Regions from separate parts of the Hordeum vulgare genome. Here region 1 is linked to region 2. Evidence: chromatin contacts called from public Hi-C data. All regions are on one chromosome and are shown on one strand. The core of a region is the stretch at or near the end of the contact, and the rest is flanking DNA. Distances in the headings are between cores, read along the strand shown. Region 1 holds the start of LOC123412896 (BTB/POZ domain-containing protein At1g30440-like). Region 2 has its middle 180 kb from the start of LOC123412143.

Evidence for each region. A called contact is a pair of places that touch in the nucleus more often than the background predicts.
Region 1: a contact with region 2 is called in a Hi-C map of leaf, with 6 times the contacts expected there. The contact joins the promoter of LOC123412896 here to the enhancer-like site in region 2. A contact is called at or near these places in 2 of 6 Hi-C or Micro-C datasets (leaf and seedling) and 1 of 1 datasets of contacts at active chromatin or transcription factors (embryo).

The regions. Positions count from the first base shown.
Region 1 is chr7H:406,306,905-406,312,943 of MorexV3_pseudomolecules_assembly, forward strand. It overlaps LOC123412896 (BTB/POZ domain-containing protein At1g30440-like), which reads left to right and starts at 3,493. Exons shown (of 4, transcript XM_045105856.1): 1 at 3,493-4,165. The coding sequence starts at 4,107.
Region 2 is chr7H:406,066,383-406,072,502 of MorexV3_pseudomolecules_assembly, forward strand. No RefSeq gene overlaps it. Among protein-coding and RNA genes, the nearest start is that of LOC123412143, 180 kb to the left of the region's middle. Within about 2 kb of position 2,204, at least 2 of the 3 cell types and tissues checked have open chromatin away from gene starts, as enhancers often do. A contact at or near this core is called in leaf, where this site is marked.

The DNA of each region.
Region 1 (6,039 bases), core at 2,243-4,742, 240 kb after region 2:
TATCAAACTCCTCACATGTTGCCATTACCTTACTAAGATGATATGAATGTGTCTGTTTAGTGTAAGATCTTGCTGCTGGCCACATTCTCCCAAATTCATCTTCTCTGAATTTTTTGATTAAATTCATCCACAAATGGCCGAAGCACTCCCTTTGCTCAGCATGTGGGAACACAATTTTAACTACATTTTCCAGACCTTTGCATGCATGTGTGTGTATTGCCAAAGGTGACACTAGCCTTAAGCATCTTTTCAACTGCATCATGAACCATGTCCATGAAGCCTCTGTCTCTGACTGAAACAAGCCAACAGCAACTGGAAACATCCAGTTATGTCCATCTAGAGCATTACATGCTACCAACTGACCATTCCACTTGCCTGTCAAAAATGACGAGTCTATGCTCAAATATGGACGACATCCTGCTTTGAAGCCATCGATACAAGGCTTTAAAGCCATAAATGATTTGGAGAAATAAACCTTGCCATACTCTGATACCTCGGTATCTATCTCAACAACACTTCCAGGTGACCTTTTATCCACCTCTGCTTTGAAATTGAAAAGCAGCCTAAATGTGTTTGCCCAATCACCATACAAATGCTTCATTGCCCTTTGTTAGCCTTCCACACTGTGGTAAAATGCAGTTTAATGGGGTACAACTTTTCCAAGTCTACTTGGAGTCTTTCGGCAGTAGTGTTGGGTGTTTTGGCCAAAATTGGAGTTGTCTTTTCTGCAACCCAAATATGTGATGTCATGCTTGATTTTTTCTGTGAACTTGTCAGACAAGTATGTTTATAAGGGAATTGGTTAACCCTGACAGTACTTTCATCAGGTTGCAGTCTAGCAGATATGTACCACTTGCAAGCCCTCTTACCACTACCATCAAAACCTCTGCACTTAGCATAAAACTTCTTTCTATCAGTCGAAAATGTCTTGGCATCAAACTGATGTCTGACTGCATAAGTCTTGAAAGACAACCTGAACTCATCCATGTTTGGCCACAACTTCCCCACTCGAATGACAGGGTTTTCCTTGTCATACACATGCACCAGCTCTTCATCATGTGTATCATCTACATCATCTGCAGCATCCTCCATCAACTGTTCATCTACATCTTCACTCAATTCTCTGTCATCATTATCACTAGTATTAGCTTCATCCCTCTCCTCCTCATCTCTGTCATCGACTGGAATGCCAAATAGTTTGGCCATCTCAGTGTCAGCAATTGGTGCAATGACCAAATCAGTAGGCTCCTCCAACTCAAATGCATTCCAATCAACAACATCAACATTTCCCTCTTCTGCATCCGCATTAGCCCCATCGGCTATTACTGTCAGATCAATAATAATGGGAACGATATGCCTCTGTGAAGCCCAATCATCATCTGCCTTCTGCATAGCCAAGTGTGACGGCACATAACCCACCTTCGAGTCAATATTCAGATCAACGAGCTCAGCAAAAAATTCAGCCCTGAGGCTTGCCCAGCCCTCTTGCCTATCGATTTCATCAACAATATCTTCACCATCTTCAATTCTGACATACTCTCCTTTGAAATCATCATACTGCAATAGTGAAACCTCTTGCTCTGGACCCCAAAGCACAGTTTCCCCAATTTTCTCCACCAATTTCCTCACTGCCTTCTCTTCCATCGATTGTAGCTCATTGGGATCAATCTCTGCACAATCAACCTCCCATTTCACAATTGTGTCTCTCTGGATGTTCTGAATGCTACCATCAACTAATTTTGTCGTTGATGGAAAGAAATTGATTGCAAATTCGAAGGTTTCAACAGCATCCCCTCTGTTATAGGCGGGCAGTGTGAGACGAGCAAAGAAGCCTTAAATCGCATTGACAAATGGGCGGGAGGGAGGCGCATTACCTATTTGAAGCTGAATCTGGCGGCTCCTTCTCGACCTGACCACGGGCTCCTCTCACCACGCCGCCCCCTCTCACCTTCTATCGATTTCAACAAGCAAAACAGAGAGCTTAGATCTACAAACAAGCGGAGGGGATTGGGACTAGAGTATCGAATTCACTCACCACCATGGTCGCCGCCACCAAAAGGGGGCTCCGCCGCCGCCGAGAAAGAGGGCTCCGCCGCCGCCGCCGCCGCCGCGGGAGCTGAAGAATGGAGCGCGGGCAGTTTCGAACAGTTCAGGTCGGGCAGTTTGACGGGATGTGGTGCTAATTAATTTGGGGGCAAATTAGTTAGGACATGTCTTAACGCAAATTGGACTAGTTGACTAAGGTTTTAACGCATATGTGGCCGTGAGCTATTTTCTTCCTTTAAACCGTCGCACGAGAGCTATTATGTCGAAAAACGTCACACTCCTTCCAATTCGATGGAAAGAAGTCGCACCTGAGCTATTGTCCCTCACCGGTGCAGACGTCCTCTATTGCAGGCAGGGGATGTTGTTGCGCGTGGGTTGTTTGATCCTCTTTCCCCGCTTTGCAAGGAGGCGGTTGCGCCAGCTGCGGTGCCGCGACTGCATCGCCAAGACTTGCCACGCGGTGCTCTAGATCCGGCCACCAAGCCAGCAGCTCGTCGAAGGCCAACATGTTGGGATCCATGGCTTCCAACCATGAAAGACCTTGACGCAAGCTTCTGGTCTCGACGAGATGTGCCAGCACGAACGGATTGGGATGGACAATTGGTCTCTAATACCAGATGTTAGAGTAGCGATGGAAGGTAGTGGCAATTCGATCTATTCACTCTCTAAAGTAGTAGCAATATAGACCGATCACACGAATTTGGAGAAGCTGGGAATCGAGGGAGGCTAACTAGAACACAAGAACTAGGGTTGCCGCCGCATGGGTGTTGCCTCATTCACTAGATGATCGACCCGTCGTGGTAGCTGGCTTAAGTAGTAGATTGGACCGTGCTGGCCCATTCTTGGCCCGTGTAGCGTGTGCTGGGCCGCCTGACTCATCCGGTCCGTGGCTTGTCTTGTTCTCCCTGGCTGACAGGTAGGGTAGGGGTGTCGGAGGCTCACACACAAAGGATCCAATCGATGGTAACCTTTGGTGAATCTGCTCAGATCCGGTCTTCATTTGTCTATGTCCGTGTGTCTTGAGGTTGGATCCGTCCGATCTATGTGTCTCTTCATCGAGGTGGTTGATGTTCTAGTGCGTTGGTCCTATGAAGTCTTAGCACGACGACTTCCTTATTGTCTACTCCAACAAGTTTTGCACGAATCTGACGATGAAGGGGCAATAACAGCGACGCATATTCGGTTCGATTCAGTTCTTGTAGTCGTCGTTAGATGATCTATAAAATTGAATATAGTGTTTACTACTTTTCGGGCTCGTTGTAGTGGTACGATTGACTGACGATGAATAGATTGGTCCCTAAAAAAGATAGAAATACTATAATGCAGCCAAAGTGGATTCTGGGCCTGCCGGCTCTGGGCCCACAGCCTGGCTGCCTTCCTCTCCTTCCTTCCCGTTGGGTGTCCTTTTCTCCATAGGAAGCTGTGAAGCCCACCCAAATCCGCACCACAGCAGTGGTACTAGTAGTCCAAGTCCAGTACACCCAGCCAAAGAAGAGAATGTTCTTGGATCCCCTTCCCTGCCTGCCACAACATTCCTACTCCCCCACCCTCCTCCTCCTCATCATAAACAAACAAACCAACAAACCTTCCTCCCCCTCCTCCGGCGGCACCACTGGTCATCCACCTCTCTTCCTCACCTTCTTCTTCCCGGACCTTCGTCGAGTCGGGATCTTGGGCGGGACAATCCATCGCGGCGGGTGGGTTTAGGCGTCACAATTATCCAAAGGTCCGGCCGGCCCTTCTTTTCCACGTCTCCAGAGGTCGCCGGAACCTCTCCTTCCCTCTCCTCTTCACTGGCGGGTCTGCAATCTCGTGTCGGCTCTCCGCGTAGTCTGGACGCTCCTCGCCTTCCACATCGTCTCGGGGGATTTTGGGCTAGATTGAGGTTTTGCGTGCGTGCGTGGGGAAAGTGGCTTCCTTTTCTTTTCTTTTCCTCAGTTTCTCGAGGATTTGGTTCCAGTGTGTGCGGGGGGCCGGCGGAATCTCTCTGCCTTTGATCCCAAGCAACCGGCTGCCTCGTTCATGTAGTGCAGCATCCATAGGAACCTGGGACTACTAACATGGCCTGCCTCAAGCTGGGATCAAGGGCTGATGTGTTCAGGAAGCAGGGCCAAGACTGGTATGAACAGCTTCTCTCTTTCTCTCTTCATTCCCCCCAACATGATCCTCTGACATGTCTAACCTGCACAGTTACACAGTTCCTCATGGTTGCAGATGACAATTTTAACATCTTATTAGAGTTGCTACACCTTTTAATCCGTGCAATGTTTTCATTACTTGCTCAGTTTGCTGCCATAACTGACACTGTAGGAAATGTGCCATTAGTACTTTCAGAAAGTGGGAAAATAATTGAATAGGTGACATGTGTGTGTACTAGAAGCTCCCATGCGGCCATGGCCCAACCTCTTCCTGTTGGCTTCATCTGTGGTACTGATTATAATATGCTAACCAACTCCTTCTGGATGGAAGGCTCTAATCAAAACATCGAGCCCAGGCCAGCTAGGAAAACTACAAACGTTTTTGTTTTTAAGCCGACGCAACTCTCTGGGAGGACTCCCTACCAGTTATCCAAAGACAGCCTGTTAATCAATATCATTATGCTAAGACTGTCACTTCGATGCATTCGATGCGCATACCGTGTTGGAGGACTTCATCTGTTCGTGGAAAAAATGGAACCTACCTTTTATAGTACCATTTTTGGGTGTTATTGAGATCAAGGCAGTGGTGGGTAAATAGATGGTCACCGTGCAGAATGCTTGTCCTGGATTAGCATTTATTGCCCCCTTCCTTGAGAAATATCACCTGACTTTTGTTCCCGGTCGTTCTTATGTTCGGTACTTGTTGGAGCTGCACATGTTGAGCACTAAATGTGCCATATTGATTGCTCCAAATTCTGTTCTCTCATCACAATCACGCTGAGCATTACTCCGTCAGATACCAGTCCTGCAATATAAACTGCTACAAATCTGAACCTTGAGATTCTTTTTTTTTGTTACGGTTAGAAGGCTTATAGCTAATCTCTTATGTGGTCTCTTGTATCCTATTTAAGTGTAATCTTTTTTTAGAACCATCTTTATTGGGCACATCACTTGATCAACACTTCTAAATACATCTAAATTGTATTTAGAAGAGAGAGAAGCAATTGTGACATATGAACTTGATTATTATTTTCAATTCTGACCATGGATATTTTAAGTACATGTTCTCTGTGCATACAAAGTCTAGAAGTTGGGAAGTCAAGCACGTTAATATGTCTTGAAGCTGGTCGTGATCAACGTTCAAGATATCGGTAACTAGTGTTACAGTATATGTGGATTGCACTAGCCCTTTTCATCAGTTCGAACTTTTGGTTGCGTTGGCTAGTGCATGAAGCTTAACATGGTATCAGAGCTAAGGTCTTGAGTTCAAGCCCTGGCTTTCGCAATTTATTAAAAATTGCTGGTGGCCCCCTCTTTGTGTCCACGTAGAGGCCTCTTGAGTCATACATGAGTTTCGCGCGCCGTCGCTCTCTTCCGGTTGCACGTGTTGACTTGTCTTCCCTGTCACACGTGAGAGGGGGTGTTACAGTATATGTGGATTGCACTAGCCCTTTTCATCAGTTCGGACTTTTGGTTGCGTTGGCTAGTGCATGAAGCTTAACAACTAGTACCATATTGGTCGGGTGCCAAGTAGGGATAAATAGGTAAATTTTCCAGTTAATCGGCTATTCGGTGACCCACTGAGTAGCGATTAACTGACCGAGATGCCAATTAACTAGCTGATATTTGGAACACATGGCCTTTTCTCCCTAAATTTTTCCATCTTAATGAGACCAGCTTGGGCTAATGTAGAATGTTGATATTCTTCAGCTGGATTATGTAGTGCATTAAGTTTAGTTCACTCCATCGATGAGCTCAAAGAGCACCAAATGATACCATGTTTTTCCAAGAAGCAAAAATGCTGGAACATGAAGGAGCAATTACATGTTGAAATAGTAGAAAAGAAATAGGGATA
Region 2 (6,120 bases), core at 954-3,453:
CTTATATAAGATATTGGAGCCCCTGGGATTACACAACCTAACTAGTTGATTATGTCGGTGAAGGGGAGTCCCCGACGGCTCTGTCTTCCTTGCCTTGAATGACAAGGCTTCTAGAGTCTTCTCATACAAGGCCCATGGGCTAAACTGATGGTCGAGGGCGAACCCGATCTAGGGGGCTTTGGGCCTGCCTACTTGGGACAATAATCAATAGGATGTGGCACAATTTGTTAACGTTTTGTGGCTTTCTGCGGTACTCGATGCAACAGTAATGATTTTTGGCAATTTAGTAGAAAAACACAGACAAATGGAAAAGAAAGCATGAAACTAGATTAATGCGCGGGTTAGAGCAACTCTAATGCGTGATCCCAAATTGGTTGGCTTTGTCCATTTGGGCCCAAACGGACAGACGAGTCGGCCCAACGCGCGGCTTCATGCAAAAAATATGTGTGTTTCTAGTCCGGTTTGCCCCATTGTGGGCGCAAACTTGGTTTCGCTTTGCGCTCGGACGGATTGAGAACGAAAGGGAATGCAGCCTCTTGGCGTCCGCCTCGGGCATGTGTGTCGGCCATCCAACAATCACGCACCTAACCCAGTAAGCGGACACGGATGGGAGGACCAGCATGGTATCCAACCACACGCCCTGCCCACGTCCTTTTCTATGGCTAAGCCATGGACTTCCACCTCCCCATCCATTTCCACTTCCCTACCATCTTTATTGATCCCTCCACCGTAGACACCAAACCCTAGCTTAGCGTCACTGCCACCTCTCTCCCCACCGGCCATGGGGTTCTCGAAGTGGCACCCCAACAAGAAGACCAAGCACGAGCATGAGGCGGGGTCATGATCTGCCTAGTCTGGAAGTGCGACAAACCACTCCACCTCGCCGGTATCCTTCTCCATATCCCCTACGACGACCGCGCCAAACTTTCGACCCTACGTCAAGGTCGCCATCTACCGTCGGTACTGGGAGACCGGCACCCCGATGCCATGGTCAGATGCCCACCTCCTCAATGGGTGTGATCGGATCGTTGATCGGGTGCCCATTCCTCCTGTCCCGGTGAGCGGTCGTGCTCACCTCCAGGAGATTGCCAATCGTCGCGCTCGGATTCCATGACAGCACCTTGCCGATCGCAGATACGACGTTGACTCGCCCATATGGGACACATGGTTCCACGACGAGCACGACATGAGTTGGCAAACCTTTTTTGTCGGTCGTGGTCGTAGCCCGCCCCGTGTGCCTCGTGTGTGCACACCAAGCCCGCCCAGAGCGCGCAGCCGCATGCGGGTGCGCGGCCAAACGCTAACGCCCTCTCCCTCTTCATCGTCGTTGCCCCCGCAGCCTCCTGCCATGATGGCCGAGGAGGAGGAGCGGCTCGTGCAGGCCGTCATGGAGGACTCCGAGCGAGAGTACAAGTGCCACGAGGAGGAGGAATGGGAGGGCCTGCAGAAGATGCCCAAGATGTCAGCCGCCGAAGACGTCTATGTGCCGGAGTTGGACGTGAAGCAGGAGGTGAAGATGGAGGTGAAGGAGGCCACGGAGGAGCATGCATGGGCGTCGTCGTCACCGCCACCACCACTACTTTTGTTGCCGTCGTCGCCGCTACAGCCTGCACATCACGCGCTCGACCCATTCTGGAGGCCACCGCCCCATCACATCAACCTGACAAGCGACGACGAGGATGGTGGCACGTGAAGACGGCGACGACGACAATTTGGTCAGTTACGAAGGCTTTTGTGGCATGCGGGGTGGCCACATTATCTTCTTTTTTACGTTTTTAAATTATATCTTAAATATTGTGGGTGGGTCGCGACTATGATGGACTTTTAAATTACCTTATTTATGTTTTAACCTATTGTGAAATGTTTTTTTTATATTTTCAATGCCTTTTTGATGTGTTTTTTTAAGTCAAATACAGACAAGCTGGGGATGTGATTGGGTGCCCCGACCCACGGATGATCTGAACCGGATATTAACATTCATTTTACCTTCCTAAACGAATCGAATCCGGATCAAATGGACGTGCTTTTGGCATCACGCGTTGAAATTGTTCTTAATAAAAAAAAGCATGTCCTGCGTGTCTCGGAATCTTTCATGCCTTAGACACTAGGTGAAAGGGTGCATGGATTGAAGGAAGCATGGTATGGTGCTAATCATGCGCGGCTGCCCTCGCAGAATCCACAACCTTTTGCGTTGCCACAAGACATGCAAAAGTGATCAACAGTGCGCCTAGTGTCTAGTGCTACCCCTACGGTCCTACGGTTTAGTAGTATAGTAGTTTCTGTTTCTGCAAATTCCGTGGTTTGCCCATCGAACATGGAAATAAAATCAGAAATAAAAATACGTAACATTTAAAAATGGAACATGGAATGTTTAGGCCCTGCTCTGCGACGTGATTCCAGTTGTTTCTGGATGGAAGTGCCAATCTCCCCAAAATCTCTCGGTTTGTCCCCAGTTGCACCGCACGTCGGTGATCTCAATCATCTCCACCAGACCTTTCGGTCTCGAACATGCAAGAACTTGTCGACAGACATTGAAACCTATGGATTCTTGCGGGTGTGCGTTTAGGACTTACGAGTGGCCACATTTCCTGCTGTGATTGTGGACCACGCGGAGGGAAAAGGCCAAAAACGCAGTAGCCAACGGTTGATATTTATAGTGTAATAATAAGAAACACGCCTATTACCATTTCGTCCCCTCCCATTTTCTGTCCAAAGATCTTCTCCCGTTATCTTTGGCTTGGCTGTCCGTGAGTTTGGACATTGGAGGAGAGGGACAGACAGAATGAAAATCAAGAGCCTATCAAGCAACTAACGGAAATGAAAAAATAGTTGTCCGCTTGTTCGCACACGAACACGTCATCGTGTACCCTCGATGCCGGGGTGATGCACCGCAGCTTACGTCAAAGATACCCGTCCAAAAACGCGGCACGCACGCAATCCGGAGGGTGCTTTTGTAAGCCCGAAACCCCACACGTTCGGAAAGGACCCCGTGTGGGCGCACAGCGGCTATGGGCTGCCCTAGGTCGATCTGACCACCCCTAGGGCCTTATGGATCGCTGCCCTTAAAAAAATGATCGAAGAACGAGAAAGAAAGTACAAGGGTAGGAGATAAAATTAGATGAACACGAAAACTAGTAGATAGATTGGTTCGATTGTGTTCTTTCAATCAGCCATCATCTTTAATATAAATAAGAGGCAACTCAATTTCCAGTACAAGCAAAGGATTCATATAGGCTTTTGTCACAAGAAAATTATAACAAACTACGTCGTCGAGTCCTAATTATGGTCTAACTCGGATTCGACACGAATCTGGCACAAACTCGTGTCTTGCTCCTTGTGTCTATCATAGAATCGCATACAACCTTCGATTGAGACGATTTATATATCAAAATCGATCCGATCGACGAGACAAAACTTTTTTGTGTTTTATGTTTTTCCATTAGAGGCCGTCTTGAAGGCCGAACAGCCCGCGCGACCAAGCAGACAGTTGTCTGATCTCTCGCGCCACATTTCGCCCCGTGATAGGGTCGTACTTCGATGGCTCTAACTTTTGCATACGATTTTGGATTGGGATAATTTTTATATCAAAACCGATCGTTTTGACGAGACAAAGACAATCTGTATCGAACATTTTTTCAGATGAGGTCATCTTGATGGCTTAATCGTCCGAACAGTACTGAAACCTCAACACTTTGAGCACAGTTTCAGCCTTCGAGATGAGACCGGACAATGACGGGCCAAACTTCAAAAATGTTCATGTCAACACTACGACCTTTTTTATGTAGATGGCTTCTTTATTTGAATCCATCTTAATAATGTTTTCTTCCATGTCAGAATCTGGTGTCAACACATGCCCCCCCTGTTTTTCGGCAAAGCTTGTATGCCGAAAAATAATCTGCAATGTATTTGTTCTAAGGTCGATGTCAACACTCCATCGGCCGTTTATTCTTATCAGGGCGATAGTCATGTATTGGTCATGTTTGTACTGAGGGTGATAATCATATATCGGCCATTGCTTATTTAGGTTTCTTGCCACACACTAGGGTGGTATTTTTTCAGATATTTGCCATTGAGAGATTGAGGTAACATTGTCCCTTGAATGGATTCCATGAAATATGAGTTTCCGCGAACTACTCTCGTAATTTTATAAGGACCTTTCCATGTTGGAGACCACTTCCTGAATTTCCTATCTCTTGAACCAATCGGTAGGATCACTTTCCACACGAGATCGACAATTTGGAAATTCTTCAACTTGACCTTTTTATTATAAGCTCTTGCCACTCTCAACTAGTCTCTCCCTATGGCCTTTAAAGCAACCAAACGTTTATCGGCAACTTCATCAATATTGTCCATCATCAAGTTATAAAAGTCTACTGCCAATAAGTCATTATGTTTGGCTATTCTCAAAGCACTCGAATTCACTTCCACTGGCAAAACGGCCTCTTGACCATATACTAGCTCATAAGGGGTTACCTTTCTAGCACCGTGCTTCGAGATTCTATGAGCCCATAAAGCTTTGGACAACAAGTCATTCCATTTCCTTGGATTATCCTCAATCTTCTTCTTGATGAGCTTGATTAATATGTTATTGCTAGACTCATCCTGTCCATTAGCTTGGGCATAATACAGAAAGGAATTGAGGAACTTTATCTTATAAGATTCGGCAAATTCTCTAACTTGATGTGACATGAAAGATGAACCTTGATCTGTAGTTAATGTTTGAGGAATGTCGAATCTATGAATAATGTGCTCAGTTATGAACTGAATTACCTCCGCATGTGTCATGTTCTTGAGAGGTACTGATTCAGACCATTTAGTGAAATAATTGGTTGCCACCAATACGAATCGATGCTCCTTTAAGGAAGACGAATGAATTTCTCCAATGAAGTCTAAACCCCACCCTCTAAAAGGCCACGGTTTGATAATAGGATGTAAAATGGCAGCAGGAGCCAATTGAATATCACCAAACTTTTGACAGGCTTCACATCCTTTATAATACCAGAAGCAATCATTAATCGTCGTCGGCCAATAAAACCCAGCACGTGGCAAGAACCACTTCATCTTGGGAGTCGACTGATGAGTTCCACAAATACCTCCATGTACCTCTCCCATGGCAACTCTAGCTTCGTCTTCGTCCAAGCACTTTAAAAGAAGATCATCACCTGTTCGGCAATAAAGGTCATCTTCCCTTATCTTATATTTGAAAAACGTGCGACGAATAGCCATGTCCATCCTTTTACTCTGATCACGTAAGTAATAAATAATGGGCTTCCTCCAGTCTAGATTTATGCATGCACTAGATTTTTCCTTAGTGGCTGAAGTGGTGTGTTCTGGTTCGGACTCTCCCATACTCAGAAAGCTAAACATCAGCTTTTTATAAATATGAAACATGCCATGATCAACATGATAGCCGGATGCTCGTTGTGCCAAATCATTCACTCTCCGATTGTCATGTCTAGATATATGAGCAATGCTAAAACAATCGAAAACAGAAATTATATCTAAACATTTATCAACATAAACATTAAGCGATTGATCAAAACATTGAAAAACTGTAGATATTTTTTGTACCACTAATAACGAATCACCAAAAGCCTCAATATGTGTAGCACCTATAGCCATCAACATCTCTAGGCCTAATAACAATGCTTCACTCGGATTGATTATTTGTGCAAAAATATTCTAAGCGACACGAAGCTTCAAAAACAGCACCATGACGAGATATATAAAGAATACTGATGGGGTCATAGTCCCAGGGTAGGGTCATAGGCCTGCCCTATAGGTCCTACCCAAGGACTACCCTTCATAAGGGACAAGGCCCTTAGTCAGTTCCGACTGAATTAAGGACTTCCCATCATCGAGTCGGTAACGATTGCTCCATCATCCAATCGGAGATGAGCATTCGGAATGTATCAAACTTACCGACTGGATTCCACTCTGTATATCGTAACCCCCCTGGAGGGCAACGGTCATACGTTTTCATGTACCTTTATTAGCATTTAAGGCATACATTACCTGTAACGTAGGCATTTATTCGCCACTACACCACCCCTGTGCACCGAACCGTTGTGAAGGGCAGCGCGCTCTATATAAGCCACCCTTTCCCACTGGTGCAGTGGT